3 separate regions of the Zea mays genome follow, and regions 1 and 3 are each linked to region 2. A link is a contact called in public Hi-C data. All regions are on one chromosome and are shown on one strand. The core of a region is the stretch at or near the end of the contact, and the rest is flanking DNA. Distances in the headings are between cores, read along the strand shown.

Region 1 (5,016 bases), core at 1,544-4,043, 340 kb before region 2:
TTGTAGAAATTCGGTTCTTCAAAAACTAGAACCGAAATAGCAAGATAAAGAAACCAGAACCGACTAGTTCGGTTGTCGGTTCTTCGGTTCGGTTCCTCGGTTCTAACCGAACTGGAACAACTACTCTAAAATTCTGAATAACAACAACTTTTGTGAGAAATTTCGGCAACATCTCCCCACAAACAACCACAAGTGCACAATGACCATAATTTCATAGATAATACATGGATGATTAGAGGTTCAACATAAGTCGATAAAACAACATCAAAAGTTACAAACACATGTAACAAATTGAATCTAATACTTTTGGTTTTTTCGGTTATTTCGGTTCTTTGGAGTGCAGAACCGAAAATATCCCATTTATTTCGGTTCTCAAAAAACCAGAACCGAATTTCATAACGGTTCCTTCGGTTCGGTTAGTTCAGTTTCGGTTCTCGGTTATTTCGGTTCGGTTCCTCGGTTCCGGTTCTTTTTGCCCAGGCCTAGCCTTAACTACCAAAATTAAACACAGAGTTTCAATCAGGTATACACCAAGTACCAGATACAGTGGGCGGATCGAGAAACAGATCATGAGGGAGGTTACTAAACTAAAGCTATAAAATTTTTTTAAAAACAATCTAATTGATGTTAATATAACACAAGTAGCAAGATAAAACTTAAATACTCAAAAGGCATGTAGCCTAAATAAGTCGACACAAATTCTACAAATATAATAATAAATAATTAATAAATATTGTTCTGATTCTTGATAAGGAATATATCCATCCTATCCCTATAAACATAAAATTTAATTTTATCAACTAACCTACTAACCAAGCAGATAATTGATTAAACCAAAATACCAAATAATCTCACCTTCTTACCTAGCACAGTAGCTCTAGCAGCCCCAGACACATAGCAAACTAGCAGCAGAAGCTGTGCAGTAGGATTCATTGGTTCAGTCTTCAGCAATCAGTAGGGACAAAGAGGCTTCACGAGGTGTATAACACGCTCACACCCAACGCCTCCACTCCACGGAGCAGCCAACAAGCACCGAGCAGGCGAGCAGCCAATGGGGGAGGCGGCACCTGCCTGAGTCCTGATCCTGATGGAGTGAGGGAGCGGGACTGAGGGCGACGACCGGTGTGGGAGAGGACAGGAGGAGCCGAGGGCGCAGGCTACACTGCCGATGTGCCGCAGCGCGTGCGGGATGAGCCATGGGCGTAGCGCGGACGTGCAGTGCGAAGGGGTGAAGAACGGTCAGCGGCGGCTGGGCGCGTGCGGAGAGGTGCTGCCAGAGTGTGATCTAACTTTTTAGATTTTTGTGGGCCAAATTTACCATATACTACTGTTTCTAATGGGCCACGACCGAGGCGGCAGCCCCCGGTCGCACATCCGCCAGTGACCAGATACTTACGAGAAGGCCCTAGTATATAGTAGCATCCACCGTGGTTGTTGTACTAGAATATAACAACTTCATAGGTTTGGGTTCCAAAATTCAATACCCTGATGCTTTAGAACCTTGTGCACATGGTGTATAGGATAGTTTGATGTCGTTGACGCATCTTAATACCAAGAGAAAAACACAATAACCCCAAATCAGTCGTATTGAACTTGGTGCTCATCTCCCACTTCAACTAGAGTATGCTTACCCTAATTTTCCATCGTTCGAAAACCAAAACAAAAATCCATAAATCAGGGACATGAAAACAATAGATTTCCCAAACAATCGTCTTTGCCATGACCTAACTTTATTTTGACTCTACAAAACACATAATGTTCACAAATAACATTTTTTTAACTTTAATAACTGAAACCATAGAGTGCTAAGATGTTTTCAGTACGCACACGGGCACACACATATCCTTTGAAGTGTAGAGGATATCAATACATAGCTCTGTATCTATTTCGATTAGTTTTATATCTAAAACAATATCTATATCTATCTTTCCATCTTTTTCAGTTAATAATATTTGAATCAATAACACCGAAATCTGTTTTGTTGGGACTATAGTCGCCGGCGTCCAGTTCAACAGTCTCCTTTCCTAATTTCACTTTAAATTTCAATCCCAAACCCAAGTGATCGAGCGCGGCTATTAATTGTAGGAGATAGAAAGATTGGTTTTCAAGCAGAAAGATGCCGTATAAGTTATTGCAAGAGATATTTTTCTAAAGAAAAAAATGAAATGAACATTAAATAAGCCAGCCCCCTAACAGTAAACCTTTCATTATATTTCCTCTTGACAATTGATAAAGTATATATCTAAGCATATCTGAGTAACATCTCTCTATCAATGACAACCCGTAGTACTAGATTACCCTACCACTCGCCTATAGAAGTATAGATAGATAGCCTCGAGTCCACGCTCCACGAACAGCGCCGCAGAAGATCCATTGCCACACCACCGCACAGTGGAAGCTAAGCTAGCGACCTTCTTTCTCGGATGCTCTCTCGGTCTCTCGTCCTCGTCACGGCGAGCACGTGAGGAAGAGGAGAGTCTCTGAGCGCCGGGCCCCATCTCCTCCCTGGTCCCTCACGCCTCGTGCCCCACCCACCGCGAACCTTTTCGAACTTGGCTCGACCACGCGCCCGTACAGCCCACCACCCCCTTGCACGCGCCCTGCGCCGCCGCACTCTCACTGACACCATGCCCCGCTTCGCGTTGTGGCCCAAGTGCAGAGAGGTGGACGTGGCGGCCCTCGCGGGGCCCGCACCGTCGCTGCTTCCACGTGGGCCCCCACCTCCCCGGTACCCCACAGTTCAAGATCTGAATTCGTCAGGGGAGAGTGAGACGCAAGGTCTCCGGCAGAGCCTAGAGGAGCAGACAGGAGAAGCGGAGGCGGAAGCGATGCTGCACGGCGGTGGGTCGCGAGCACCGGCGAAGCCACGGCGCCCCAGCTCCCACTCTCACTCCCGCCAGCGGGCGCCGTCCCCGCCCACTCCGTCGCGCCGAGGTGAGCGAGCACGGGCCGAGCTCGCCTCTCCGTTTTCGCATTTCTGCGTCTAACCACAGAGCCTTTTTTGGTCTGGTTTTCTCCGTGCCGTGATTGCGCAGCGAGCGGGGCTGTCGCTTCGGCTTCCCACGAATCGAAGGAGCAGTCGGCGTTGGAAGCTCCGGTGATGTCTTCCGTGGAAGAGACATCGGTGAGTAGACCACCACCACCAGTCCGGATGTCCCCATCTCTTCCTGTCACTCTTCTTCACCAAGGTTTTTGGTTACTACAGCTGCTGCTGCTGCTGCTTGTGCATGTTTAAATCGCCCCTCTCCAATTTAGAAACATGTGCTTTGTTAATTAATTATGTTTCGTGGGTTTTGAAAAAGAGAATATTTTATTATTTGTCATTGGACTAGAGCTTTTCTTTAAAAAAAACCCCCGAGTTTCACTTGTCTTCCTCGTCATTGATTTGGCACGATTGTCTACCTCGATTTCTTATCAACTACTGTTATATTGTTGCACCAGTTCACGTTTGAGTTCAAAAGGGCAAAGAAGGCAATGACGCCGCCGTCGCTGCTGCCGGTGGATGAGCCGAGGGGCGAAAACAATTCAAGAGAGGTACATGATGCAGCGCTACACTGCTGTCCACAAATGCACTTCGAACGCAGTTAAAATACGTCTGATTAGTGAACTGCTTGTTGAAACCCCTGTCCGTGCTCTCTCTTTCTCTATGTTTTGCAGGGCCTCTCCAACAAGCCAAGCGCTGTCCCTGCGAAGAAAGACACGCCGAAGCAGGTGGAGTTCACCCATTGCTCGCCTGGTATTGTTGGCAGGCTGATGGGCCTAGACACCGTGCCTCGCCCCAAGAAATCTCTTGACCGCTGCCAGAGTGACACCCGGGGTAACCGGCGACACTTGTCAGGAGTTGCTCGAGGCGTGGACAGCGCTTCGTCTGGGGATCAGGCATGTAACACCAGTTCTGATGAGCTGCCAGCATTTAACGATGTTTTCGAGGTAACAGAGATGGAGAACATGGCGATGCATGGGCCGCTGCAGCCTGGAAATCAGGAGCCATATCTGACAAACATTGAAGCTGATCTTGAATTTGTGAGGCAAAAGTTCTTGGATGTTAAGCGCCTTGCCACTGGCGAAGGGAATATGAACTCTAAGGAGTTCAGCGAAGCACTCGAGGTACTGCACTCCAAAAGGGATGTTTTCCTTGAAATCCTTCAGGAGAACAGGACTGCAGTGTCAGGATTCTCAGGACACATCCTTAGCCACAGTGGGTTGCAGTGCTCTTCTTATACCAGCAATGCTGCTGCTGCTGCTGCTGCACAACCGTTTGAGAAAGAAATCCCTTGTGGCATGGAAGGTGTGTGTGACGGGATGCATGTCATACCAAAAGAGTTTGAGGAACCCGTTCCTAGCATGCCGCCCAGAGAAACTTCAGTTACACCAGTGGCGCCCTTGGCACCAAATGAGGGCAAGAGTAAAGGCTCATGCCGTCGCTCTGAAATCGTTGTTCTGAAGCCAAACCTTCAGAGGAAAAGTTTCACACCTGTTCTCTCTCAAATTGTTGTTCTGAAGCCAAACCTTCAGAGGAAAAGTTTCACACATGTTCTATCAAGCCAAGAAGCATCACAATATAAACAGAAGAGAGATACACAACATTTGAAGCCTCCACACCATAGTAAACAATTTTCTGTGGCACGAAACGATGAAGTTCTCGAAGGAGAAAGGGGTTTTGCACTACAGAAGGCTAGAAAGCAAGCACATAGGAGTGGTAGCAGGAGGAGATCATCCCAGGAAGAATATAACCTTGAAGCAGATACTGAGAAGGCAAGAGTTAGTTCTACTTCTACCTCTCATGAAGACACCGTGCCCATTTATTCAAGCATCCATTCTTCGGGACCATCAGTAAGTAGAAAGGCTAGAAAGCACCTCTCGAAAAGATGGCAAATGACCTGCCAATCTGATTCAGAAGATTCAATTCCTAAAGGCATAAAAACACTAGGTGAAATGCTCGGACTGTCTGATAGAGATGCACCAAGAGAAACCACCCACATGGTAGGATCAGATCCAAACTTCAGTCCCTATAAT
Region 2 (4,529 bases), core at 1,325-3,824:
AAACCTTGCTGCTACAGAGGAAGCAGTTAGCTTGTGTAATCAGCTCTTGGTATTGTCAGCTTGTGTTGATTTTTTGCGCGCGGATGGGGCAGGGTGAGGAGGGCGCGGCTAGCAGGTTAGTGTGGCGATGGACGATCCAGATTGAACAACAGTGATGGACGATCCAGATTGAACGAAGGCAGAACGGCAGGCTACCCTTACCGCCTTAATAAGTAGTAGAGATTAAAGTTGAGATAATTATTTATAGAATAACCTCTTATATGATTTATATTAACCAATTTATAATGTAGTTTAATATTTTAATCACATAAATACTCCATAACATCATAACTCCTTAACCGTAACTCCGATTTTAGTGGTTCTCGTTCCCATGATCTCGTAGCAACGCGTAGATCATTATTATGCAGTATGTTCTTATGTTTGATATGATGTTAATTTTGTCTATACCATGTCTGTTTGTATTGCTACGACTAGCAGTGCGGTCACGACGATCTGAAGAATCACCCTAGTAACTGGAATCTCAAGTGCCAGGCAAGTTGTGCCCTTGACCAATTCTATTACCCAATAATGTTCTTTATTATCATTATTCATGCATAAGTTTAATTTTGATAGGACCCAATAGGTCACCCTAGTATGTTTATCCTTTTTACCTTATTTACCCTTGAATCACTTGGGTAGTGTTGCTATTGCTTTATATGGTTTTCTTTTAATATTTCATTACATCCATGTTCCTATTATTCTGCCATGTTATTTATGTTCATGATAAGATCATTATCTTTAATGCGAATATGGAGAACCACCCAAGAAAACAGTGCCACCACAAGGGTGGTATGGGACGCCCTTGACTGACTAATTAGGAAAGCTAGTGGAAGACTACCTTACCCGAAAGGGGCAAGGGCAGTAGGGGATTGCATGTAGGGAGGTTCTCGGGTTGATTTTGATGTGATGGCGGTCAGACGAGGGATTCTTGCAAGTGCTCTTCCCATAAACTGTAGCGGGTTTTCGGAAGCTAGTGGAACTTTGTAAAGGCCTCGTAGTGGATCGCTAGCCATTCACCTCGGTAGTGTCTAAGGGCCTTGCAAACCCTGGCGACATGGGATACAAGACTTGTGGGTACAGGGTACAACCTCTGCAGAGTGTAAAACTGGTATACTAGCCGTGGTCACGGTCATGAGCGACTCGGACACTCACATGATCAATTTATGTAACTTAAATTCAATTTTGTCATTTGCATTTGCATGTGATTATTTATTAATTTTGTTCTATTATTTATTATGGTTTGGTATTTACTTACATTTAGTAACTGCTAATAAAATTTGACCAACTTATTAAAAGCAATGCTCAGCTTTAACCCCTATTGTTGATCAACCTTACACATCACATGAACTCCCACCTTTGGTGAGTTCATACCCACTGGTTTCCCCACAACTTGTTGAGCTATGATCATGTGTGAGCTCACCCTTGCTGTCTCACACCCCCACAGGAGAAGAACAGGTGGTTCAAGAGGAGCCACACCTCGAGGAGTTTGACTTGATCTAGGTGGCGTCTCCCAGTTGACTTTCTGGCGCCAAGGATGGACTTTAGTTCGATCTATATTTATATTTTGTAAGACTTCCGCTATGTAATAAGTACTCTGACTATATTGTGACATTTATCTCTATACACTCTGTTATTATATATGTTGTCTTCTTTGGCGCATGTATGAGATGCACCCGGCTTTGTTCCTTAAATCTGGGTGTGACATGCACATTCTTCTAGATCCATCCTATTTATCCACAAAAAGAACAGGGGATCCCCAAGGTGATGAGCTAGGCCAGATAAAACTCCTTTCTAGCAACTATTCTATTTGTTTCTTTAGCTCACCTAAGTCTTTAACATCCATCCTATATGGTCTTTTAGAAATAAGTGTGGTGTCATGCTTTAACTCAATAGAGAACACTATATCTTGATCGGGTGGCATACCTAGTAATTCTTTTGGGAGTACATCTTGAGGGTCATTTAAAACTTATCTAAGACGTGCACGGTGTGTTTCACATATCGCAACTTAAAAAGTGCTTAAGAGTACCCACGTTAATGCCCCCCATGCAAGGGAGCCGCCGCTGATCGGAGCGAGTCTAACGACCTTGAAGAGCGTTGTCCGTCCCCTCTGAGGTTGTGCGTTCGTCTCCGCCGAGGTTGCGCTGCGCTAGACCGGAGCACGTGGACCGCAATCAACAGACTCTTCACTCTTGTTCTTAATCAACAGACTCTTCACTCTTGTTCTTGGTATATAAACGTAATCCAATCTACTAATTCATTTTTAGATCATCTCTAAGAGACTAGATTAGCCAAATGGCTCGTTAAACCAAATTTCAACTAATCAACAGTAAAATAACACTTTAACATATTAACCATCTGACTCGTCAAACTATCTTACTCTTTAAATCGACTCTCTCACTAGATAAACTTGGCTAGCTGCTGTGACTTACCAAATTAGAGCAGTAAGATACTATATATAAAGTGTGATTTTTTTTAAAAAAAAGATAAATAGAGAGTCAATATAAAGACAAAAATGAGGAGTCGTGCTGTGATACACGCGTTTTCAGTTGCTGGATCTTGGAAGAAGAAAACAATATCCGGTTGCTGATTTGTTTAATGCAAGGTGAACGCGAAAACAGCTGGATCTGGGGAGGGGACGGGCTGCCAGAGCTCGTGCCATTTGCTCCAAACAAGGGTTGACCGGCGCGCAAAGCAAATCCATTCGCGCCCCCGCAGCGTTGGAACGCCAAGATTGAATAGATGGTGGTGGTGGACAAAGAAAGCTTAGTGCCTGGTGGCGGCGGCATCTGATTCTGATTTCTGGAGACTCCCTCCTTTTTTTTAGCAGGTGAGAGTGAGCTTATCTTATCTGTTTGTCGAATGCTCCAGAGTGACCTGGTCTGCTGGACATTCGTGGTTGTGCTGAGTAATGATTGCTGAGTAGTAGACATAGAGCATCCATATGTAGTCCAATCAGAAATCATATGTTGGAAGATTATCACTAACAGCCGTGGTCTCTTTCTCACTGTGTATGGAAACTAAGTCCATGTTATATATACTTTTTGTGGGGCGCCAGTATTCAAGGAGGAGGGGTGGCTAGATCTGCTGTAGCGGATGCCAACAGAAATGGACAAGGAAAGAGGTGCCAGCGCATAAGGAGAAAGGGGCAGGTAACAGCCATGGCTATAAATCAGGGATATGATTGTTACTCAGTTTCCTTAGTTTGTTTCAAAATAATACTTCCTAGTCCCAAAATATAGTTCTTTCTAGGCTATATTTTATCTGTCCACATCCATTCAAATCAAATAATAATGAATATAGATATGCATGCAAACTACATTCATATGTTACTTAATGAATGTGTAATTAGTCTAAAACAAACTATATTTTGGGACCGAGGGAGTAGCAGATTAGTTTTCCTAAAAGTATTAAATGGTTTTCTTAAGCTATAAGTTGCCTACATCTATAAAGGCGCAGGTTGTAGTTCGTATTCGGCATCAAATGAATAAGATAAGATATCCCAGTTTGGGGCGGGATCACATATGATCATCTTGGCTAGAGATGGCCAAACGGTCCGTCCGGCCCGTGTCCGATGAAGCCCGGCCCGTGCTCGGTGAAGCCCTGCCCGTTTTGGGCCCGGTTAGAAAATCGGGTCGGGCCATCCAAACCCGCGGGCTCGTTTTTCTGTCTGAGCCTGGCTCGATGCGGGCCTAAACGGGCCGGGACAGCCCAGTAAGCACGGTTTAGTGTAAAAAACGGATTTGACGGGCTTAGAGGTAAACGGACCGTGCCGGGCTAGTTCATCGGGCTTAGTTTCCTGTCCGAGCCTGGCCCGCTTATTTGTGCTGGGCCGGTCTGGGCTCGTACCAGACCAAATAACGTGCTTCGTGCCGGTCTTTCGTGCTTCGGGCTTTGTGTACATCTATAATCTGCTGGGCACAGCGCCGGCACAGCCGCGCTGGTGATCTGGGTGATCGACGCCCCTACACCTTGCGCTACTCTCATCTTTCTCTTCACTCCGCCTTGAGAGACACTAGGAGACCAGGTTACGAGCTTACCAAGGGGGGGAAGCTCATAACAGTCCATTACCCTAATCAAGATCCCGGCTCTGATCGGAGTCAACAAGTATAAAGTTAAAGTGATAAAATTCAAAAACATCCACATGATGATTTGGGACCAGATTCATTAGTTTTGTGGTTTGTGTGTGCTCAATCCTCCTCGACTAAGAATATATTTCACTCTCAATCTCATCTAGAACATCAACAATCCGTTTATGCGAATCCTTTCCTTCTTTGTTTTGTTCCTGTAACTTCTTCACTGATCACATGCACACGCACTGGTCTCGCGTAATTGTCTGAAGGGTACGGACACATTTGTTTATAGATGGACTCTGAAGACAAGATACACGACCACTTGGAGATCACGTCTAAATGCGACCATGAAGTGCTTCTTAAAAATGAAAAAGAATTCAAGCCGATTTACGTGCCAATGTCATTTCTAAAGGCGATCAC
Region 3 (4,745 bases), core at 1,242-3,741, 440 kb after region 2:
CCGGTGTGCTAGCGGAGCAACGACTACTGCGCACGTAACAGTCGACTGCAACGCATTTAATGCGCGCCTACGCGCGCAGATGACATAGCACGCATAGAAGGCGCACCGGATAGTCTACAGGACCTGTCCGGTGCACCACCGGACAGCCCAGAGGCCCCACCAGTCAGAGCTCCAACGGTCAGAACCCAATGGCCGGCTGACGTGGCTGGCGCACCGGATTGTCTGGTGCGCCATGCGACAGAAAGCCTCCCAACGACCACTTTTGGTGGTTGGGGCTATAAATACCCCAACCACCCCACATTCATTGCATCCAAGTTTTCCACCTTCAACACATTACAAGAGCTATAACATTCAATTTTAGACACAACCAAAGAGATCAAATCCTCTCCCAAGTCCGGAATCACTCCAAATCGAATAGTGACTAGAGAGAGCGACATTTGTGTTCATTTGAGCTCTTGCGCTTGGTTTGCTTCTTTTCTCTCTCATTCTTTCTTGTGATCAACTCTATTGTAACCGAAGCAAGAGACACCAATTGTGTGGTGGTCCTTGCGGGGACTTTGTGTCCCGTTTGATTGAGAAGAGAAGCTCACTCGGTCTAAGTGACCGTTTCAGAGAGGGAAAGGGTTGAAAGAGACCCGGTCTTTGTGACCACCTCAACGGGGAGTAGGTTTGCAAGAACCGAACCTCGGTAAAACAAATCCTTATGTCTCACTCTTTATTTGCTTGCGATTTGTTTTTGCCCTCTCTCTCGGACTCGTTCATATTTCTAACGCTAACCCGGCTTGTAGTTGTGCTTAAGTTTATAAATTTCCGATTCGCCCTATTCACCCCCTCTAGGCGACTTTCAAGGCATAAGAAAGGAAAACCCGTGGTATTCAAGTTGATCACTGGATCACTTGAAAGGGGTTGAGTGCAACCCTCGTCCATTGGGACGCCACAACGTGGAGTAGGCAAGTGTTATACTTGGCCGAACCACGGGATAAAACCACCGTGTCTCTTGTGATTGCTTTTCTGTGATATCTTGTGTTAGCAAGAGCTTGCTTCGTAGCCATACTAACACTTAACCAAGTTTTGTGGCTATAAGTATTTGATTTTTACAGGATCACCTATTCCCCCGTCTAGGTGCTCTCACCAACACCCGCGCGCTTCCCTAATCCCTCGCGGACTAGGCTTCCCCTGCACGACTAGGCCACGACAATGGCTGCCTCCGCACGACGAGGCCGCGGCATGGGCGAAGGAGGCGGCGCGACCTGCAGTCCAAGGTCTCACATCCACATACACGCATCCCAGGCCCGACCAACTGGACAACCAAACCCTAGTTGCATGCCTATCTCAGTGAGTCCCCGTGCCGCGCCGCGTCTTCCGGTGCCGGCTCCCCACTCCAGCCTCTAGCGCACAACAACAAAGAAGGAGATCGCCAAGCTTCTCGGCCGGCTCCTCGTCTCCACCATGCCCTCCTCGTCGGACGCCGACTATGTGTCCTCATCCCTAGTCCTTGTCAATTTCGTCAATAGCTGCATCCACGACCTGGCCCTCCCCTTCGCTGACGTGCTCTGCTTCCCAAGAACCTAGATAGTGAAACTCGGGTCCGAGTGCGTCCCTGTAGGACTTGTCCTCTCCCGCCTCTCGTCTTGACCCATTGTCCTTGTCAATCTGATCTAATCCATGTGAAGAAATGAATAGAATCGCTTGGTCGATCCGGTGCTGACATATCCCTTTTCATTTGTTGGTACACCTATGTCTCTCTGATCCTATCATTCCTCTGCCATAAGCTTATTGTTGGCTCTGTCTCTCTGATTTCCCAAGTGACGACGTAGACTTCTGCTCTTGCACATGCGTCATCTAATTGATTAATCTACAGTCTGGTCGCGTTGTGCTCCTACTGCTTGATCGACGAGTGCTGCGACCCATCTGTCATCTTCGTCAGCTAGACGAAGCATCCGAGTACAACTCTAAACATACGGACATTTTAATAACGAGAGCATAGAACGATAAAATAGTGCTTCTGCATCTTAATGTATTTTATTAATACATGTTGACTCCGTGGCAAAGGACTGGCATACACCTAGTATAAAATATAATACTGTTCTAAATTTGGTATAAAATATTTATAAAATATTAAACGTTGTCAAACATTCAAAATACCATAAAATCTCGAAATTTCTATGTAATTAAATAGAAATAATCCACGTTGGCTTCATAATGAATAATAATGCATAGAAAATATCTAAACTATGCAGCGAAAACAAAATATTCCAAGATATTATTTGCAAAATTCTAAATCTCATAAAAGTATTTTCTAATTTTTATAACCTTTTATTTTATTTTTATTCAATCTGCCGAAATAAAGAAAAGACCAATTCTTAATTCGCTGGAAATAAAAATGGGCTACTTGGCCTCTGTCGGCCTTTTGGCCCGTCTCTGTGCCGGTCCAGGCGGTGCGGCCCGTGCGCCCGGGCCGAGATGTCGGCCCACCAAAACCGCGCCCCCCCGCATCGCCACGGGGATAAGGATCGACGGGCAAGAATACACGGATCACTGTTTATCCATTTATCACAAACCCTACCCACTTTCCCCATTTCTCTCAGCCGTGCGCCTCTCGCCTGAAACCCTACCACTCTCGTCGCTTCTGTTCACCGGCGAGGTGGAGGACTGATCCGGCGTCCATTGTTGCGCTGTCGTCGAACTCCCCGCCGGCGAGCGCTTTCCTGCGAGGGCGCCGCCGTCGGTGAGATCCTCGGCGGTGCTTCTGCACTTGCAAGGAGGTACGGCGTCGGCCTGAGGGTTGCGAACTGTGAACTACCGACGGCAAGACCACGGTGCGTTCTCCTTTCTTGCTCCCTTGTTCTAATCCCCATCTCAAGATGGCTGTTGATTTCCGATTTGGGGATTCGGGGCTCGAATCTGGGGATTTAGGGTTCCATAAAGATCCGATCTGTGTTCTTCTTGCCACGTTTCTCACTAATCTTAGTTGAGATTCGGTCTCCTCTGCTCTTAATCCATTACGCATAGTTTGTGTGCGCGGAGGTGGAGGCTGACCCCAAAGAGAACTAGTGTACTTGTAGATCGTGTGGGCGTGTGGCGGAGGCAGACCCCACAGAGACCCAGAGGGGTGGACGTTGGACGCCGGAGCGGCGACCGGTAAGCTACTGTTTCACCCCGCCGCCCCTGCGTGTTGCACTACATACGCGATACACTGCACGAACAGTTAGTTGATCTGATAGCATGGTGTGCTCCCTAGCATCGATGGCGGCACCCAACGACCCCAATCTATACCACCATGCATCGCAGCTCTCTCCGTGGGCACGTCCGTACCATCCTGGCCGCGTCATCCTAGTACAATGGTCGCCGCCACCTCGTGGTTGGTACAAGCTCAACTTTGATGGATCCGTCTACCATGATGGCTCAGCGCGAGCCAGTATTGGTGGCGCCATCCGTGACAGCGACGGTCGTGTCGTGCTCGCATTCGCTGAGCCCACGGAGCACTCCACGGTGGGCATAGTGGAGGCGCGCGCGATGGCTCGAGGCCTTTGCCTGGCGCTTGGGCTTAACCTGCAGCGGGTGGTGGTCGAGGGCGACGATCTCGTGCTTGTGCGGCTGCTCCGCAGCGAGGACACGCAGACACGGATCCCCGTGGCGCTGCAGGAGGAGATCCACGAGCTGCTTCGCTGTTTTGAAGGATGCGATGTGAGGCATGTGTACCGGGAGGGGAACCAGGTGGCACACACCCTTTGCCGTCAGGCCTACCACTGCCCCGGCGTGTGGGTAGGGACTGTACCGTTTGTCGTGTTTGACAAGGCCGAGGAGGACCGACGTGGCGTGTTGCATGAGCGCGCGGTGGTCCGATGATTGGCCGGGCATACAAAGTTCTGGACGAGAAATTTGCAAGATCACTACCTTGGAAAGGTGGCTTCGCTGCATTGCCACCGTCGATCGTGACCACGCTGAAGTGCCAATATCAATCACTTGCTGTTCTTATGCCATCATGCCTCATTCCAGGTAACCGGCATCAGTTTTGGCATCATGCTTGTTCTCCATACTGCTGACACCAATCTCCTGTGCCATGAACCTTGATGCGTGGTGAACAAATCCTTACAAGATATATATGCACAACACCCATACATGTTTAAGACAAGCACACATCTTTAAGACAAGCACCCATACTGAATATATCAGCCACAAAATATCTCAGTTTAGGACTATAGAATCCAAAACAAACTGCACAATTAAACATGTGACACAGTTTAGCACTACAACCACAAATATTTCAGTTTAGGACTACAACCACAAATAGAATCCTAAGAGTTATTTTTTTTCTTCCTTGGGGTCAGTTTCTTTTGAACTGTCTTCTTGGTTGGCGTTGTTATCTTGGTTGGAGTTGAAGTAGGCATAGTGGTCTGAGAAGAATTGCTTTCTAACAGAGCAGCAAGTCGCCTGCACAAAAACATTGTTAATGGTATTGAAAAAGAACATATTTCAAACTAGAGTGTGCTTGTAAAATTTTTGGAATTACCTCCTTTCATTGTTGCTCCAGGGCGCTCTTGAATTATGGTTTCCCTAGTTGTTATTGGCCTATAAGGTGTTGCCATCTGACTTTTACCACTTGATTTAGTACTATTCTTCCTAGGCTTTCTCTTCCTTTTCTTTGTACCATTGAGTGGTCATTTGTAACTAACTTCTGTGTGACCCAATGTGCCACATCTTTTGCACCTACGTTTCCTCTTATCATCGTTTTGGGCTTTTCT

Evidence for each region. Hi-C and Micro-C count contacts between places; a contact is called where the count stands out from the background.
Region 1: a contact with region 2 is called in a Hi-C map of ear, with 2.1 times the contacts expected there. The contact joins the promoter of LOC100381614 here to the promoter of LOC103646603 in region 2. A contact is called at or near these places in 3 of 25 Hi-C or Micro-C datasets (ear, leaf and tassel).
Region 3: a Hi-C map of tassel shows a contact between it and region 2, with 4 times the contacts expected there. The contact joins the enhancer-like site here to the promoter of LOC103646603 in region 2. A contact is called at or near these places in 4 of 25 Hi-C or Micro-C datasets (ear, endosperm, leaf and 1 more).

Annotation. Positions count from the first base shown.
Region 1 is chr6:42,075,034-42,080,049 of Zm-B73-REFERENCE-NAM-5.0, reverse strand. LOC100381614 reads left to right here and starts at 2,793. Exons shown (of 6, transcript NM_001174432.1): 1 at 2,793-2,934; 2 at 3,036-3,124; 3 at 3,442-3,534; 4 at 3,658-5,016. The coding sequence starts at 2,829.
Region 2 is chr6:41,733,170-41,737,698 of Zm-B73-REFERENCE-NAM-5.0, reverse strand. LOC103646603 (putative receptor-like protein kinase) reads left to right here and starts at 2,574. Exons shown (of 5, transcript XR_004850110.1): 1 at 2,574-2,866; 2 at 3,095-3,188.
Region 3 is chr6:41,287,992-41,292,736 of Zm-B73-REFERENCE-NAM-5.0, reverse strand. It overlaps the pseudogene LOC103638136. Among protein-coding and RNA genes, the nearest start is that of LOC103630984, 63 kb to the left of the region's middle. Within about 2 kb of position 2,491, at least 20 of the 20 cell types and tissues checked have an H3K27ac peak or open chromatin away from gene starts, as enhancers often do. A contact at or near this core is called in ear, endosperm, leaf and 1 more, where this site is marked.